2 separate regions of the Triticum aestivum genome follow, and region 2 is linked to region 1. The links are chromatin contacts, called in public Hi-C maps. All regions are on one chromosome and are shown on one strand. Each heading gives the region's core, a stretch centred on a gene start, on an enhancer-like site or on the middle of the called end of the contact. The rest is flanking DNA. Distances are from core to core; before and after follow the strand shown.

Evidence for each region. A called contact is a pair of places that touch in the nucleus more often than the background predicts.
Region 2: a contact with region 1 is called in a Hi-C map of leaf, with 6 times the contacts expected there. The contact joins the promoter of LOC123184633 here to the promoter of LOC123187367 in region 1. A contact is called at or near these places in 2 of 5 Hi-C or Micro-C datasets (both in leaf).

Annotation. Positions count from the first base shown.
Region 1 is chr2A:47,075,979-47,082,742 of IWGSC CS RefSeq v2.1, forward strand. LOC123187367 (eukaryotic translation initiation factor 2 subunit alpha homolog) reads left to right here and starts at 3,523. Exons shown (of 5, transcript XM_044599218.1): 1 at 3,523-4,094; 2 at 6,302-6,448; 3 at 6,525-6,629. The coding sequence starts at 3,576.
Region 2 is chr2A:47,385,938-47,392,701 of IWGSC CS RefSeq v2.1, forward strand. LOC123184633 (SNF2 domain-containing protein CLASSY 2-like) reads right to left here and starts at 3,487. Exons shown (of 5, transcript XM_044596724.1): 1 at 3,303-3,487; 2 at 2,940-3,190; 3 at 1,205-2,593; 4 at 377-535; 5 at 1-284. The coding sequence starts at 3,366.

The sequences.
Region 1 (6,764 bases), core at 2,273-4,772:
TGAGTTGACCAAGGTGCTATTAAGGAATTATCCAAAGATTGGTCATGTGAGTGTTGAGATTATTGCAAGCATGTCTTGAAGAAGAAGAGTGTGTGATCATTCATGTTTACCTTCAAGACATCATTCAAATGAAGACAGTTGGAAAGATTCAAGGTTGATTAAGACTAAGTCAAGTGTGAATCAAGTTGATCAACTCATAAAGCATAAAATATGTACCGAGAGGGATCAAGTGATCCCATGGTATGGTAAGCATTGTCCATTGTGCTTTGTGTACTAACCCATGGTCTATGTGAGAGTTCTAGGTGGGGTTAGGTACGTGTTCATGGGCTTGCGTCAAGAGGAAGATATCACTCAACCCATGGAGAGAATGACATCAAGTGGTGATCGTCGTCAAGATTACTGTGTGCAAGTTCTAGTGGAGCATCACGAAGAGATCAAGTGCTTGAAGCTTGTCGTCCATTGTGGTGACAATGGACTTGTGAAGATGTGCGGAAGAGTGGCTCACCCATAGTTGTCGTGGAATTGTCACGGCAGATGTCAAGGCAACGCCGTCCCATCCTGTCTCCTTCTCCAATTCCCCATCCAGCGCCCCATGGTCCTACCATCGGTGCTCCCTCATCGACGGCGTCGCAGCTCTCCAGCCTCCCATCTGGAACAACCGACGCCCCGTCTCCGCTGCTATCCCCACCGTCCACAACCATGCTCCATGGAAGCTCACCTCTGACGACCCAACCCCTCTCTGTTTGTTGCGTCCATGGCCACTCTCCTCGACGCCCTTTCCCGCACCACCGTCGGCGATGGGTTCGTCCTCAGCAACGGCCACACATCCAGACTGGTTTTGATGCTGGGCCTTAATTTTTGTCCAGATTCTTTGATTGATTGATTTGACAAACACAAATTGACATAAAAACGATGCAATTTATCCTCCAAAGTGTTCAAGCAAATAGCCAAATCACAAATCACAGCCACATCTAGAACTCGAATCCGTAAATAGCATCATCCCTACTAGAGTGTGGCTGGATGGAGCGGCAGCGGTGAACAACGTAGCAAGCAGAGGAGTTGCGGCGGCTGGAGTGTTAGGGCTGGAGAAGAAAAGATAAAGAACTGGGAATTAAAGGCTTGCTTTGAGATAAGTTTTGCCACGCATCAACTGCGGGAGAGGGTCTCCCGATCGAAGGCGTGCGACCCGGTCGTATAGGATTATTTTCTGTTGGATACCCACTCCCACCATTTTTTATCTCTTACTCCTTCACATAGGTAAAAGTGCCATATAGATAGGCCAAAAGCCCATTATTATACTTGCTTTTGGATACGTCGTAATTCCACAACTGAAACTGATTTGCTGGAGATGCTTTGTGCAAATTTAGTGTTCAATGCAGTGTTGGAAATATGCCCTAGAGGCAATAATAAAAGTATTATTATTATATTTTCTTGTTCATGATAATTGTCTTTTATTCATGCTATAACTGTATTATCCGAAAATCGTAATACACGTGTGAATACATAGACCACAATATGTCCCTAGTGAGCCTCTAGTTGACTAGCTCGTTGTGATCAACAGATAGTCATGGTTTCCTGGCTATGGACATTGGATGTCGTTGATAACGGGATCACATCATTAGGAGAATGATGTGATGGACAAGACCCAATCCTAAGCATAGCACAAAGATCGTGTAGTTCGTTTGCTAGAGCTTTGCCAATGTCAAGTATCTCTTCCTTTGACCATGAGATCGTGTAACTCCTGGATACCGTAGGAGTGCCTTGGGTGTATCAAACGTCACAACGTAACTGGGTGACTATAAAGGTACACTACAGGTATCTCCGAAAGTATCTATTGTTTTATGCGGATCGAGACTGGGATTTGTCACTCCGTGTAAACGGAGAGGTATCTCTGGGCCCACTCGGTAGGACATCATCATATGCGCAATGTGACCAAGGAGTTGATCACGGGATGATGTGTTACGGAACGAGTAAAGTGACTTGCCGGTAACGAGATTGAACAAGGTATCGGTATACCGACGATCGAATCTCGGGCAAGTAAAATACCGCTAGACAAAGGGAATTGAATACGGGATTGATTAAGTCCTTGACATCGTGGTTCATCCGATGAGATCATCGTGGAACATGTGGGAGCCAACATGGGTATCCAGATCCCGCTGTTGGTTATTGACCGGAGAACGTCTCGGTCATGTCTGCATGTCTCCCGAACCCGTAGGGTCTACACACTTAAGGTTCGATGACGCTAGGGTTATAAAGGAAGCTTGTATGTGGTAACCGAATGTTGTTCGGAGTCCCGGATGAGATCCCGGACGTCACGAGGAGTTCCGGAATGGTCCGAAGGTAAAGATTTATATATAGGAAGTCCTGTTTCGGCCATCGGGACAAGTTTCGGGGTCATCGGTATTGTACCGGGACCACCGGAAGGGTCCCGGGGGCCCACCGGGTGGGGCCACCTGCCCCGGGGGGCCACATGGGCTGTAGGGGGTGCGCCTTGGCCTACATGGGCCAAGGGCACCAGCCCCAAGAGGCCCATGCGCCTGGGGAAACCCTAAAGGAAGAGTCCCAGCAGGGGAAGGCACCTCCTAGGTGCCTTGGGGGGGAGGACTCCTCCCCTGGCCGCCGCCCCCTTGGAGATTGGATCTCCTAGGGGCTGGCGCACCCCCCTCTTGGGATCCCTATATATAGTGGGGTAGGAGGGCCTCCCAAACACAACTTATGCCTTTGGTGCAGCCCCTCCCTCTCTCCCAAGTTCTCCTCCTCTTCTCCCATGGTGCTTGGCGAAGCCCTGCGGGATTGCCACGCTCCTCCACCACCACCACGCCGTTGTGCTGCTGTTGGATGGAGTCTTCCTCAACCTCTCCCTCTCTCCTTGCTGGATCAAGGCGTGAGAGACGTCACCGGGCTGTACGTGTGTTGAACGCGGAGGTGCCGTCCGTTCGGCACTTGATCATCGGTGATCTGAATCACGACGAGTACGACTCCATCAACCCCGTTCACTTGAACGCTTCCGCTTAGCGATCTACAAGGGTATGTAGATGCACTCCCCTTTCTACTCGTTGCTGGTCTCTCCATAGATAGATCTTGGTGTTACGTAGGAAAATTTTTGAATTTCTGCTACGTTCCCCAACATGCAGTTGCTCGACGCTTTTGATATTTTGTGTTTCACAACTAGCATGTTCAACTTTTTATACTGTTTTTCTTTGATTTTTTGTTTTACATAACCCCCCATACAGTTTAAATCTTAAGGTTGAATTTTTTTGTGTATATAATATTTAGGAATCAAATATCTAATTTCGGTGTCCGAGCACGGAGGTAACTCAAATAATGAAACCTGTATCTACACGAGGATGGACACGCATCCCCGTTTGACGTCTTCATAAACGGTTCACGTACTCCACGGCCCAGCCACACCGTCGATTCGCAGCTCGCTCGCCAATCCAACCAATCCATAACCCGCTCCTCCTCGCCCGTCTCCGCCGCACCCCCAAAACCCTAGCTCGCCCCCCCCCCCCCCCCCCCCCCCCCCCCCCCCCCCCCCCCCCCGCCTCCGGCCGCCGCCGCCGCCGCCCGCGAAGATGCCGCCGAACCTCGAGTGCCGGATGTACGAGCCGCGGTTCCCGGAGGTGGACGCGGCGGTGATGATCCAGGTGAAGCACATCGCCGACATGGGCGCCTACGTCTCCCTCCTCGAGTACAACAACATCGAGGGCATGATCCTCTTCTCCGAGCTCTCCCGCCGCCGCATCCGCTCCATCTCCTCCCTCATCAAGGTCGGCCGCCAGGAGCCCTCCATGGTGCTCCGCGTCGACCGCGACAAGGGCTACATCGACCTCTCCAAGCGCCGCGTCTCCGAGGAGGAGGCAGCCACCTGCGAGGACCGCTACAACAAGTCCAAGCTCGTCCACTCCATCATGCGCCACGCCGCCGACACCCTCGGCGTCGACCTCGAGCCCCTCTACCAGCGCATCGGCTGGCCGCTCTACCGCAGGTACGGCCACGCCTTCGAGGCCTTCAAGCTCATCGTCACCGACCCCGACGCCGTGCTCGACGTCCTCACCTACGAGGAGACCGTCGTCGGCCCCGATGGCGAGGAGGTTCGTTCCCGACCCCCCTTCCCCCTCCCCCCATCTGCTCCTAATTGCTCGATGCATAATTAACTGATCAAGTACTCGGTGTGCTTTAAGCAATACCATTAGTTCACTTCAGGCTTGTTGTTTTATGACTTGACACTACTATCAACCGATTAGACCTTTACATGTGTTTTTCAAGTAGGTATTCGTTTGTTAGTGGTGCTGCGGTCTGTTAATTTTGTCCTGTATCGAAGTTGCCTCACGAACAGTTAATGTCTAGTAGCTGATTTGGAGCCTGTACTTAATAATTACCTGATGTTCTTTGATTTAGTCGATTGAAGGATATGTGTTGCTTCAAATTGGTTGGTTGAAATATGACGGTGTAGTTAGCTTGGTTCTTTGTGGACTGTTCTTCGTCCTGACCCCCTCCAGGCAACTGCTCCTTGCTGCTAATGGCTAATTAACTGCTCATGTTTGGGTGTACTAGAAGCAATGCTATCAATTCACTTCGGGCTGCTAGCGTTATGACTTGACAATTAATATCTTGCAATAGATTAAATGCTTACGTGTGTTTCTCGCCTAGGTATTTGTTGCTAGTGCAGTCTGTTAATTTTTCCATTGTTCCAATTATCGGCCAGTTAATCGGCATCGTGGCCAGTTGATCGATAGGTCACCGAATAGCCGATTAACTGATTTTTTGGCCGATTAACTGGCCGATTCGCGTATATTATCCCTTGTCGCCACCTGACCGATATGGCACCACTTACCGCTATCCCGAACAATGAATTTTGCCCTGCGTCAGTACTGCATCCATGAACAGTTTATTCATAGTAGGTGGTTTGGAGTCTGTATTTAAGTTCCTACTATTGTGCATAGAATTAGTAGCTTCAAGGACATGTGTTGCTTCGAATAGGTTCATTGACATACGGTAATATACTTTAGCTGATTCTTTTTGTACTTAAGCTTGATGGCCAGGAGGTTCATTCCTGACCCCTCCCCACAATTGCCCCTTGCTGCTAATGGCTAATTAACTGCTTAAGTATTGGGTGTACTCCAAGCAATGTCAGCAATTCACTTCAGGCTGGTGGTGGTGTTAGGACTTGACACTGATATCTTGCAACCGATTAGACGTTTACATGTGTTTCTTGAGTAGGTATTTGTTGCTAGTACAGTCTGTTAATTTGTCCAGCATCTAAGTTTCCCCATGGACAGTTAATTCTTAGTACCTGTTTTGGAGCATGTACTTAATTTCCTAATGTGTCTAGAATAAGTCGATTTAAGGATATCCATTGCTTCAAATAGCTTAATTTAGCTTGATTATCAGTGTACTGCTGATTGGACCTCTGTAAACCTAGTAACTTAGTATTTGTAAGCCAGACAAACAGTAGGTTGTATAAACAGTTAAGCGTAAATTTGAATGACAAAATTATTATCTTGCAACCGGTTAGATGTTTACCTGTGCTTCTCAAGTAGGCACTCATTTGTTTGTACCACAACCAGTTAATTTTGCCCTGCATCAAAGTTGCCCCAAGAACAGTTAATTCCTACTGGTTAGTTCGGAGTCTGTGTTTAATTACCTAATGTGTATGGAATTAGTTGAATTAAGGATATTTTGTTGCTTCAAACTGGATCTTTCAAATATGGTACTCCCTCCGATCCGTATTACTTGTCGCTCAAGTGGATGTATCTAGAAGTTTTTCAGTGCTAGATACATCTGTTTGGCGACAAGTAATATGGATCGGAGGGAGTTAGAGCATAATTGGTTTGCTATCAATATTTGGCTTGCCAAATGTTGGCACTGCCAACTATTGGCAATACCGAGACTTGCCAACTATTGGCAATTTTATGTGAGAGAGGCAAAACAACTCGTAGCCAACCAAGTAGTTGCCAATATTTGGCACAATGCCAAACATTGGCATGCCAATTTTTGGCAGCAAACCAATTATGCTCTTATATACTTTAGCTTGATTTGCCTACTATTGATTGAATTGATGTAAACATGGTAAGTTATATTGGTTGGTTTGGTAGTTTGTGTAAGCAATTGGAAATTAGGTACCTGGGTTTCATTCAGATATGTTCACTTTTGGCAGATTGGCAGTATGGTATGAATCATAGATCTCATATTCACATAGGGCTTGTGCTGTTTGTGCATGGCTTAAACTGCCTTTATAGCATGTTACTGTAGAAATTGGACGTTTCCCACGATTCATTTGTGCTGACATTTTCTACAGGTTACTAAAGTTGTGCCGGCTGTCACCCCTGAGGTTAAGGATGCACTGGTCAGGAACATAAGGAGGAGAATGACACCACAGCCTCTCAAGATTCGTGCTGATGTTGAGATGAAATGCTTCCAGTTTGACGGTGTTCTCCACATTAAGGTTCTGTTTGCTTCCATCCATGCATTTTGGTTTCCAAGTGTATGCTTGGTTGTGAGTTGCTAATTCTGTTTTGCAGGAAGCCATGAGGAAAGCTGAAGCTGCTGGAAATGCTGATTGCCCTGTGAAGATTAAGCTAGTTGCTCCTCCGCTTTATGTTCTGACCACACAGACACTTGACAAAGTTGGTTATTTCTTCAATTCATTCATGTGATTAATGTTGATTCTTTGAATTTTTTCTTCTTTGCTTAGAAAATATAAATCAAAACCCAACACACAGAACTGTTAGTCTTTGCATGGAGGAGTAATTTAAACAATG
Region 2 (6,764 bases), core at 2,237-4,736, 310 kb after region 1:
GGAGTATGTGCAACCACACAGCCACCGGTACTGGCTGTTGGATTATACATTTCCTCAAGTTGCAGCGATCCCGCCAAGTTCTTCCAAATGAATTCAAATGCATTCCTTTGGTGAGGAAGTAGTTTAGGCTCAAGATCTGGTATTAAACCCCACAGGTTCCCGGAGCCCCTCAGTTCTGAAAACTCTGGTCCCAAGATTGCAAGAAGAGAAGGATCAAGCACAAGATCATCATGATCCAAATTGCGGCATCCAGGTCTCTCCTTGTTATAGCCATTACCATTGGCCTGCATGGAACGAATATATTATGCATCCTGTCGATGACGAGTCAAAAGTGAAAGCAGTGAAAAGATGTTGAAATTGCTTTAATTGGACCTACCATTTGCGGAAAGATATGCTTTATCTCCACACATACAACATTGCATAATCTGCACACCAGTCCAAGCCCCTCGTCCAGCATGCAGTCATGATCACATGGATTTTCTTCACTTTTACCTAAACCGGCAGTGGTTTGATGAACTGCTTCTGAATGTGAGTCCTGAAAATTGTATCTGTTCTTATTCTCAAAGTGCGGAAAAAAATGAGTAGCATGACATACTTTTTTTTATGAAGAACATCAAGTAATTCACGGCATTATGATTGCAAGGGCGCGCTAACAAATTTCCTTTGATCCATTATTTGTATACATCCTTTTATATGCTAAGTTGCTAGAAGCAACAATGATCAGTCAAATGACATAACATACCAAAATGTTACTATGTCACAGCATGTTGAACATTGCACTTAAAATAATTTATCATATTGCAACCAAAAAGACTTGTGATGTAGGAGTAGATGTACAACTTTTAGCGAGTTCCCACGGTTCGTCTTTCCTAATTGGCCAATTTAGTAGCAGATAATAAGGAAATATCAAGCAAAAAAGATGGTTTTGGTTAACATTAAAATTATCCCAAAAATATCTCATAATCCCTAAGGTTTCATAGATAGCTTTTTCAGAAGTACAAACAGACTCAGGCTTGAGTATATCAGGAATTCAGAATGAGAACTATCTCAGTATCTTAAATAAGATAAGAACAAAGATGTTCATAGCCACAAAAGGGACACAGCTGCTTGCATATTTCCAAATTCAAGGTCCTCCATTTTCACGAGAAGTTAAAAATCATTTCACGAGAAAGTTGAAAAATTATAAAAGAAATACAAAGCGTACCTGATTTTTCTCAAGCGCTAGTGTGGTCAATGAGTGGTCCATTTCTTTCCAAAATTCCTCAAGACCATCTTTCTCTTCTTGACTGTCATTATCAGCAGAAGCTGGCCATGTAAAATTCACTTCTCCGTAAAAATCTTGACCGTAATTCATCATCGGAGCACCTAGATTGAACTCAAAGTCCCTCTCCATTTCACTCTGGATGTTTCCTATGCATTGGTTTATCATTTTCTTGTATTCTCTTTCGCACATGTGTTCCTTCCTTTTACGACCAAATGCTGGCTCAGAATTGCCATTTAGGCTGCGTGATGAAGTAAATGACTTCCGCCAAAGAGATAAAGGGGGGCGAAGATTCTTCTCCTTACTCTTTGCAGGTGTCCGTGGAACATGAGGACCCGGAGATCTTTCTTCAACTGTACTCTCCTCCTTAACTTCCACAGAGCTGGGTTTTTCCTTAACAGGAGTTATCCTTGCTGTGCTCTTGTGCTTCCCTTCTGTGGTGTTTGGGTTTTCCTTGACCATGAAAACGGTTGCACTTGTTTGTTTCCGTGTGATATTCACTGGGACCTCTGCATAGGTTGATTCTACTTTAACCGGTGAATCTCGACGCAAAGCTCTTTGTGAATTGCCATGCTTGGTGGAAGGCGCATCACGTCTCTTCCACCTGTCACGACCAAAATTAGGCGTATCATAGCTAGTAAAGCGCTCTGCTTGAGTTTTCCGACGCTTTGAGCGCCTCAAATCCACTTGTTCATACGAGAAAACATCCAATAGACCATCCAACTCAGTCTTGACCGTAAATCTCCTGTCTTCCAATTGACCATCCAATTCAGCCTTCATAGTGAATCTCATGCCTTCTGTGAGATTGTGCTTCTTTGCATGAGTGACAGGGATATTCCTGATAATTGGGCATAAAGCCTCATTGCGTAGTTGGAATGAAACTATCTCCATGCTGTTGCCAAAGCCTGGAGGTGTGCTGATGGAATCAATATTGCAACGCGCTCGGCCTCCTTTGATGATTCTGTAGATGATGTTTCCTTCTACCAACTTGATGCTGAACTCCATTCCATTCAGGATAGACAAAACTACGAGATGTGCAATTTCTTGGGAGAATCTTGCACTTAACAGCTTGCTTCTGTTGTGAGAAAGGCAGTCCTCTGCACAACTCCATTGTACGCTTCCCTCATGGAGCTCCTTAGGTTGGAGCTTTTGCAAGAGGAAGATATTGTTTAGGGTCACCAGCTGCTCTCTTCTATCAGATATCACTTGTCCATTTTCTGTATTGTCAGGACATTGGTTCTTGTAGAGCATAATAACAAACAAGCAGAGACACTGATCTTCAATATGATTTCTCTTGATTGTGATGAGCCTTGCATCATGACACAGTAACATCTGCATGTATAAGAGAATAAAGTAATCAAGATATGATGCAGTTTTCCCTATACAGTTCATTGGTAGTTTAAACTCTTGGTTCCTTCTTTTGTAGTAGGGTTTTTGTCATCTTAAAGTTTCTTCTAATACAAGAAGCCACACATTTGGGTCTGTGTGTGAGAAAAAATACTGATATTAAATTACGTGCATAACAGATGATGGTATGGCTTTTGCATTCAAGTCTTCATATTCAGCACATTATGTTTTTTTTTGTTCCTAAAAATTCATTACTGTGTACTTTTTGAAGATAAAACAGAATGGGTATGTAAAGCTTTTACAATTAATCATAAATAGTAGGTTGACATACCGAAGATTTCATTTCCCCAGTCGCACTTCCTTGCAGTTGATGAGACGATTGTACACAGATATCAACACCCGGCTTGAGAACATGTGAGCAGTCAAAGTACGTAGCCCTTCTGGAACGTAGGCGCAGATGATCCCCATCCACATTATGCTCGACTGTGGAACCAGAGTAGATAAATTTAACGAACAGACCACCATCCCTGACCCTTATACAATTAACTCCATGCCATGAGCCATCATAAAATGCTTCAAATGCTGCAAGCAAAGGAGATATTCAGTTATATATAGATAATTTTTTATGTAAAGTTATATATAGATATTTGATCCTAGCAGTGTTTAATGGATAATTGCCATGCTACTTGCTTACAGGTTTCACTGATGGGATGGCTCCAGCGACCTTTAGGTCCTCCCTTGAGCGTATCTTCAGCCATGTAGCTTAGCACCTCATGATGTGAAATTCAACTGCCTGCTAAGCAGAATTTTGTAATGGTTTGCTTCATACCGAAAAAGAAATCTGAATTTTTTGATCAACAATATTCTAAATGGACAGTACATGTCTGCCCCCGGTGGGCCATACAACCCCTAAATCTAGCATCAGTTCATGCTTTGAGATTCGCATGTTCTCGTCATCTTCGTTGTAGCACATCTCATTTCACATCTTAAAAGATTGAGCAACGAGATCTAGATTTGATTATTACTTAATCATTAGTTATCTTCCAACGCAGAATATATACAATTAAATGGATTTGCACAAGCAAAATATGAATTAATTCATCATAGAGAGAGCACAATGGTGCATAATATAGCGACATAAAACGTGAGAATCTCAAAGCACGATCTATGGTGAATAAATTCCACACTATCATAAATATCTACATCACTCTTCTTTTCTCCAGAAAAATGCAAGATTCATGTACTGATACTATTTTTTGCTGAAACACAAATAAGGTGAGAGAATCTGCGACGGAACAAAACGAAGATCCAAGAGGTCTAGATTCGACTCCTCGCAAAAAGAAAAGGAGGTCGAGATTCGACTATCACTTAATCGTTAATTATTTTCCTACGCTGAACATACATACAAATTGATTTGCACAAACAAATGCTCCATATGCATGCAGAGAGAGTGGTACTCCTACAAATATAGCGACATACAACGTGAGAATCTCAAAGCACGATCTATGGTGAATAAATTCCGCACTCTTCTACGGAGTATCTCCATATGCATGCAGATTCGTTTACTCTATTTTTCTCGAGAAAATGCAAGATTCATGTACTAGTGCCGAACCGATACTACTAATAAATGTGACGAAAAACAAATTGTCTAGTGCTGCTTATCCAAGAAAAGAAATCGTGTTTAAGAGCAAACAAAACACGGATTCGATCTGGTGAAACAGAAAAAAGATGAGAGAATCTGCGACGGAACAGAACAAACTCGAAGCGCCGGTGGATCCATGCTTATTTAAGCCTATTTCCTGCGTCGATCGACCAGAGACGCCCCATACACGAGAGCAAGAATCGACGGAAACAGAGCATATCCTCCCCGGACGTACCGACGGAATGGGAGGAGGCGCCGCTAGCTGCCGGCCGCAAAACCAATCTAGCGACGAGGGGCAATGGTTGCCGGCGGCGGAGCTAAAGAGGGGAACGTAGATTGCGATTGCCCAGGCGGGCGGAGGCGACCATGTAGATTGTAGAAGGTTCTTGGAGAGATGAGTGTGGAAGGGGAGCAAGGGGAGGGCGGAGGAGAAGGCTCTGGCCTCTGGGTCTCTTCGCTGAGGTGCGGTCAGGCCAAGTACTCGAGTGCACACGCTCGTCTGGGGAAGAGGCGAAGCAGCAACAAATGGCAGCGGCGACGGGACGTGACGGAGCAGCCAGCAGTAGCAGCAGGAGGAGGAGGAAGAGAGAGAGAGAGAGAGAGGGGGGCGCGCGCGATCATAGGGATGCGGGCGAGCTCTGGTGGGTCCGCTGCATTGACCAGTGTTGGAGGAGTAAATACTGCGCGGCTGGCTTCCAAATGTGAACATGTTTACTGCTTCTGCATTTGATTTGGAGGAGTAAACATGTTCATTTACGTGCATGCACATACAATATGTTTTTTTAGGAAAACTTATTTTATATTAATCAAAGGATGAATATATCGTCTGTCAGTAGAGTCACAATGAAATCGGATGGGGCATCAATTCAATGAGATGGATTATTAGCACGTCCCCATTTAGCCAGCGCATGAGATACATAATTTGACTCTCTAATACAATGCTTAATAGTAAACCTTCCAAAATCTACTAGATAACTACGGCATTCATCAAGAACCGGTGCTGCCACCATAGAATAACCTTCGTTGAATCTAAGTGCATCCACCACCGTGATATTATCCGATCTCACCATCAAGTTATTGCATTTCGTATCTCTTGTTAGCTTCAATCCTTCAAGCAAAGATGTCGCTTTCTGTCGTGAATACATCAGCTACATGTTCTAATCTCGTTGTGGACGCCGACATGAAAGATCCCCGATGATCACGGATCACAGCACCACAAGACTCTGCATAATCGCCCTCTATGAATGAAGCACACATGCCCGTGAGTTGTAACGGGAGATTCTTTTTTTTTTTGCGTGAAGCAACAGGAAAAAAAATTGATGCGTCTAAAAAAGGTCTCCACAATGATATTTGACGGAGTAAGGAGTTATGGTCTTCTCGTTGGACATGTTGACACGTGAAATCTTGATAGTGGTGGGGTTGGTCGGCATGGTGGCGAGCACCCAACTCATGCCCTTTTTCCTCCGGGTCCGTCTCCATCTTGAGGTTGTGTCTGCCTCCTCATTTGGTGGTTGCGCGGCGATCTTCGGTGCACGGTTGCTTCGACCCCTCTATCCCTACGACGGCGTAACCGGCGGATTATTAATTACAGTGCATAAATCTCATTTCATTAGCATAATCAGGCATGAATGTCCCTTCTTTTTGTCGTTTATTCCCTTTGATTATGTTAGTGCTCAAGTGCCCATAATTTGCTATAATTAAAGCCAAACAACATATTCTATTTTATTGGTACGTGTACATGATTTTTTGGATTTATAGTCAACCAGCATAGAACGAACGCGCAACGCTAACCAATGGTCAGCGCGAATATTTAAGAAAATACTATAGCATCAGATTACGAATATTATTTTTTTAACATTCCAAAAATATGAATTGGCGAATATTGTTGGAAACATGAACAATTTTTTTAAATCCCGAACAATTTTCAGAAAACGTGAAGATTTTTTTTTGAAAAATCCAATATTTTTGGAAAAACACGAACAAAATTAGAAACATGAATAGTTTTTGAAATTCACAAACAATATTTTGGAACATGTAAATTTAAAAAAACATTAAAAAATAGAAAATGCGTTATACACAAATATAATTTTGCATTTGTGAAAATTTCACTAAAACAAGAATATTTTAAAAGATGGAACATTTTATAAAAAAATCTCGAAGAAGTTTGAAAAAAAGAACATTTTTTGAATATTGAGAAAATTTCAAAACGGGAATTTTGTAACAGTTTTGAACCTTTCTCAAAACAGTAACAAAATTTTGAAATTCTGACAATTTTTTAATATTTGAAAATAAATGGAAATTTCGAATATTTTTGTCAATTTGCACTTCACAAAGAAAATAAAAGTAAATCATAAAAATGGAAAAAGAAATATAAAAGAGAAAGAGAAAAGAACAGAAAAATAAAAATAAAAATAGAACAACGAAAAAGGGGAAACAGGCCGGCCCAGTCTTAGGTGCCATCTGGGAAACTTCAACTATTTGTCGCTCCATGCGACAAATACCATCTTCCCAACT